Linked DNA regions of Cricetulus griseus: region 2 is linked to region 1. A link is a contact called in public Hi-C data. All regions are on one chromosome and are shown on one strand. Each heading gives the region's core, a stretch centred on a gene start, on an enhancer-like site or on the middle of the called end of the contact. The rest is flanking DNA. Distances are from core to core; before and after follow the strand shown. Region 1 holds the start of Acad11 (acyl-CoA dehydrogenase family member 11). Region 2 has its middle 48 kb from the start of Ackr4.

Evidence for each region. Hi-C and Micro-C count contacts between places; a contact is called where the count stands out from the background.
Region 2: a contact with region 1 is called in a Hi-C map of fibroblasts, with 2.2 times the contacts expected there. The contact joins the enhancer-like site here to the promoter of Acad11 in region 1. A contact is called at or near these places in 3 of 8 Hi-C or Micro-C datasets (the CHO-K1 cell line and fibroblasts).

The regions. Positions count from the first base shown.
Region 1 is chr4:212,316,792-212,319,491 of CriGri-PICRH-1.0, reverse strand. Acad11 (acyl-CoA dehydrogenase family member 11) reads right to left here and starts at 1,308. Exons shown (of 20, transcript XM_027414346.2): 1 at 1,034-1,308. The coding sequence starts at 1,176. Uba5 (ubiquitin-like modifier-activating enzyme 5) reads left to right here and starts at 1,807. Exons shown (of 13, transcript XM_027414348.2): 1 at 1,807-2,103. The coding sequence starts at 1,961.
Region 2 is chr4:212,405,361-212,408,060 of CriGri-PICRH-1.0, reverse strand. No RefSeq gene overlaps it. Among named protein-coding and RNA genes, the nearest start is that of Ackr4, 48 kb to the right of the region's middle. Within about 2 kb of position 1,265, at least 1 of the 6 cell types and tissues checked has open chromatin away from gene starts, as enhancers often do. A contact at or near this core is called in fibroblasts, where this site is marked.

The sequences.
Region 1 (2,700 bases), core at 59-2,558:
AACATCTGAACTTTGATCTGTTTTAGTCTGTTTATAGCACAAAGCATTATTTTCAGAAGTGAAAGACTCCATCTCCACACAGATATTTCAATGCTTAAGTCCTTTCACCTGCATTACTTAATTTCCTTATCAAGACTAATGGGAACAGGCAAATGTTACAAGAAAGAAACTTTGGTCCCAGAATTTATGTTACACTTAAACCCCCAGATAGAAAGGCCAGCCACAGTTTACTGGGACTGTATAAAACCAAAATGGTTTTATAAATGGTTTTATACTGCAACCATATAAAAATGAAAAACTATTGCAAAACATCAAATTTAAGTCAGATTCACATGTCAGAGGAGACAGGTACTCTCAGGGTCATCTCATCCAGTTTAATTTCCTTGCTTATAGAACTTGGGCCTAAAGTGGTGCTTAATATGGCTAAGTGGAAAGGCTAGAATCTGAATTTGTATACTTCAGGTAGTGTTATTAACCTAGCTGCAGGCAGCTAAGGTCAATTAAACAAAATGCCACCAGCCCTTCAGAAAATATCTTCAGATTGTAGCACAAAAGGTCACGGAAGGCATCTATTTTTCCAAAAGTGTCCAGCTTCATTCATCTCAGTGAATTAGGCAAATGATTTTAGTCCTTAAAAAGATTGTATTGCATAGCTGGGCGTTGGTGGCGCACGCCTTTAATCCCAGCACTCGGGAGGCAGAGGCAGGCGGATCTCTGTGAGTTCGAGGCCAGCCTGGTCTCCAGAGCTAGTGCCAGGATAGGCTCCAAAGCTACACAGAGAAACCCTGTCTCGAAAAACCAAAAAAAAAAAAAAAAAAAAAAAAGATTGCATTGCATAATGGGCACTGAGCTTCTACTACTGCTCTCTAATTCAAACTAGCCTGGGAGTCAAGGACAAGCAATACAGGAAGTGTCCTTGCATGGTAACAAATCGCAAATGGCAAATGCGAAACCTACCCAGGGCTAGAAGAAGAAAAAGAAAAGCACCAAGCACAGACTTGCTCCAGCTGGAGGCGAAGACTACGATAGATACCTGTATTGAGTTACGGTCAGCACAGCCCGGGGATGTGACCCAAAGCCAGGCAAATGCTGATTCAGGTAGGCCTCCAGGGACCTGATGTCGAACTTGTGCTGGGGTAACACTTCCACGGTGTCACTGGTGACATTCCTCTCCATGATTGCCACTGCTGTCCCAGGGTACAGAGATGAAGAATCCACAGAGGACACAGAGACTGCACGGAGGCAGAAACAACACAGAGCTTGGAGGCGTGGCCAAGGCGGGGCTTAGCGGCAGCCAATCGCCTGGACTCTGCGAGGCGCTGCTAAGCTGTGCGGGCAAGGTTGAGCGTGGTGACCTGGGCTCTGGCGGAGAAACGAAGGGAGCGCCTGCTGTGGGCCCCAACTTAGAATTCTCTATCAGCGTCAGAGCTGCAGGGGTGTGTGTGTCTCGATTTTAATAGAAAAACAAGGTCACAAACGCCACTCGGGCGAGTGAAGACATATCAGCCACCCTAGTGTCAACGACGCATCAGGCGGAAGGCCTGTGAGGTCCGGTTATGAAGAGGGTCCGCCAGGACCCTGGGTCCGGGAGTAAAAGACCTCGGTGTTCCTCACGGCCTCCTAGGTTAGAAAGGCAGAGTGGCTGTCATCCTGATCTGGACACACGCGACGCTGGCCCTGCTGCGACCTGGCTTAGCGGTTCTAGAGAAGAACTGTCTTGAGGAGCGTTTTGGTCAAGGGGAGCCATGGCGGTGAAGCACCGGAAGTGGCGCGCCGGAAGACCGGCGGGCGTGGCGGAGACGTGTCTCTCTGGGATGCCTGCAGCGTCTTCCCCGGCTGTCGGCATCCGGAAGGCTGCACCTAGTCCCTAGCCTGCTCTTCGTGGGTCCATCGGAGCAGCGTGGGGCGGCGGCGGCGACGGAGGCCCAGGCTGGGAGCGGCGGCCGGCGGGGGCCCAGCCATGGCCGAGTCGGTGGAGCAGCTGCGGCAGCGGGTTGAGGAGCTGGAGCAAGAACTCGCCCGGGAGAGAAGCCGGCAGGCCGCGGGCGGCCGGACCCGCATCGAGAAGATGAGCTCCGAGGTGGTGGACTCCAATCCCTACAGGTGATCCTTTCTTGCTGTGGAGTCAGAAGATAATCCTTGCCGAGCGTAGTGGCTCGTGGTTGATGCCAGCATTCGGTAGGGTGAGGTGGGGGAGTGGGTGGGGGGGGCGTGCCGCGAGTTCCAGGCCAGCCTGGGCTACATAATGAGCCCTAAACCAACTTGGGCTGTGTAGTGAGACCCCTTCCACTTGCAAACAGGAAAAATGATATTTTATTTTAATAAAAAAATCCAAGCCAGGCATCCATATGGTGCAGCTCTTGTGCCCACTGGCCTGTGCCCAGTTTCCTGTTACCCTTGTCTATGTAGTCTACCTTGCTCTGCATAAGGCTGATTGCCAGTAAACTCTGTCATAACATAGCATCTTATGTGAAGCTGCGAATGATAGACACAGTTTCTGAAAGGCCTTTCTGTGTAACTTAGATGAAGCAGGGCGAGGGAGAGTTAGTGACCAGGGAGCTCAGGAACATCTCTGACTATCGACTTTGCTAGGCCGGCTTACTCCTGTCCTTTGCTCTCCTTAAAAGGGCTGAGTGATTTATGAGGGGGAATACAGAGCTGTGGTTAAGGGAAGGTCTCTGCACCAAGACTGAGTGAGTT
Region 2 (2,700 bases), core at 16-2,515, 89 kb before region 1:
ACATGATATATTACAGTAGTTGCTTTTCTTGTCTCTGTGACAAAATAATTCACCAGAGCATTTACAGCAGGGTTTGTCTTGGCTGAGCCTTGGAGGACATAAGTCACATTGTGTCCAAAACTGAAAGCAGAGAGCAACACATGCTGATGCTCTCTCGCTCTCATCTTTTTTGTGCAGTCTAGAATCCCAGTCCATGGAGTGATGCCTTCCATAGTTCCATCTGGCCTTCCTATTTTAATTAACCTGAACTTGAAAAATCCCACACAGGCCTTTCTTTTTGGTGATTCTTGATCAGGTTGAGTAGACAATAAAATAAAACATTTTACACAGTAAAGTCTCAAGCCCCTCTACTCTTCTACCCCTGAGTGGGATTCATCCCTCAGCTAGAATATCCACAGTGTATCCTCTTGTGGTGACACGTCAATATAGTTTCTCATGTTGTGCTGACCCCCAGCCATAAAATTACTCCGTTGCTACTTCGTAACTGTAATTTTGCTACTGTTACGAATTGAAATGTAAATATCTGATATGCAACCACAGCGAGAAAGGGTCATTCGACCCAAAGGGGCCTCAACCCACAGATTGGGAACCACTGCTCTAAGTGAAAAGCTAAAACAGTACAATATTTTATGAGTGACCATATTCACAACATTTATCAGAGTATATTATAACTATCAATCTTACTGTGCCTAATTCATAAACTCCCAGTGGGTATGTTTATACAGTTCAGGACCTATGCCCCACCCCTGCCTAAAGAATGGTGTTGCCCATAGTGGGCTGGATCTTCCCACATTATTTGACTTAATTAAAACAATCTCCAGGCTTGTCCACAGGTCAACCTGATTTAGACAATCCCTCACTGAAACTCCCAAGGTGACTCTAATGTGTCAAGTAGACAATTAAAACCATTACATCAGGGAACAGTCTCTCCCTCACTAGCAGAAATATCTGAGAGGTCTCCAGTTCCTTTGCATTCCCCCTGGGCTTACAAGGTGTGTTTTTTTTTAATACTTATTCATTTTAGAAAACAAAGAACTTCACATTTGCATTAACAGATATCCACTAACTGTTTTAATTCAGAGACTCAGGTAGGTCACAGCACAGTGTGGAGGAAATGGGAGTGGCAAGTTAGAAACATTTTTACTATAGAGCTTATAAAAGAGGATACATACATTGCTGTTGTTTGTATAAGAAACCCAGGACTGGTCACGGAAAGCCTGGTTACATACACAAATAAGAATGACGACATTTTTGACATTGCAAAGGCATGCGGTTTCTATCACAGAATTATGTGGTTATCATAGCATGCAGGAGTTTTCAGTTGTTCAGGATAGTGTACATAAAGCATAGTCCTGGCAAAGAACATTGCCTCACTCCATGGCTGCTGCACAAAGAAAAAAGGAGCTTTGCCCCCTTAGGTTTTATTGGTTCTGTTTTGTTTCAAAGAGCAGTTTATGGAGATGTGGTTTGAGTCACTGGAAGAATGAGTCATTTGCCTTTAAAAGGAAAGGTCAGATGGAAGTAATTCTATAAATATTTAATTTTGCCTAAATTCAGGAAAATCACTTTGATTAGAGTTTTTGCTCAAGCGCCAGTCATAGGTTATTTTACGTGATCCACAAGTTCCTTTCATATGCATCTCTCAAATTTCTCAGCATCCCAAGGCAGGAAATGGAATGAGTTCCAGGCAGTGTCAAGATTAAGACTGAGCATGAACCTGTCTTGTGAGCCGTGGAGGATCAAGGCGAGGTCAGAGTTCCGAGCAATGGAGCTGGGAGCAGAAGCCATTATCGGTAGATAGAGAACTGAGTGATAGCCACACCCTTCCTGCAGCAGGGACTTTCCTAAAGGCAGGGTGGAACATGGTGGCAGTGAGACCCTGGTGTAAGTGCTGACAGGTGTAATCTTCCAGCCTGAGAGCATGAATGTGACTGGGGCCAAACAGGAAGGGCCTGCTGGGGCAGCAAAGGGAGAACAGCACACAGAAAGTGGAATCCATCATTCAGAGAAAAATATTTTTATCCTCCAGACAGCAGGATGCCACTTTGGGAAGCAGAATTCTTTTGTTCTCAAAGTTAAAAAGGTTTATAATTTTTAAACTATTTCTTTTTTATTTATTTTTTACATTCAAATCCCAGTTACCCCTCCCTGCTCTCCTCCCACTCCCCCCCACACACCCCATCTGCTCCTCGGAGAGGGTAAGGCCTCCCTAGGAAGTCTACTAAGTCTGTCCCATCATCTCATTGAGGCAGGACCAAGGCATCTCCCCAACCCCACATCCCTGTGTCTAGGCTGAGCAAGGTATCTCTCCATGTAGAATGGGCTCCACTAAGTCAGTTTCTGCATTAGTGTTAGATCTTGGACCCACTGCCAGTGGTCTCATATATTGTCCCAGTCACACCTATATTAAGGGAGTCTAGTTCAGTCTTAGGCAGGTTCCCCATTTGTCAGACCTGACTCAGTAGTCTCTCACTAGCTCAAGTCAACTGATTCTGTGTGTTTCCCCAACATATTTATTTAATGTGCTTGTTATTATGCCCATGTGTGTACCATGGCACTCAACTGGAGATCTCAGGACAGCTTTCACTTGATTCTCTCCTTCTACCACAAGAGTCCCAGGGATCAAACTCAGACAATCAGGCCTTGTGGCAGTCATCCCCTTTATCTGCTGAGCTGTCTCGCTGGCCCAGGACATAAACA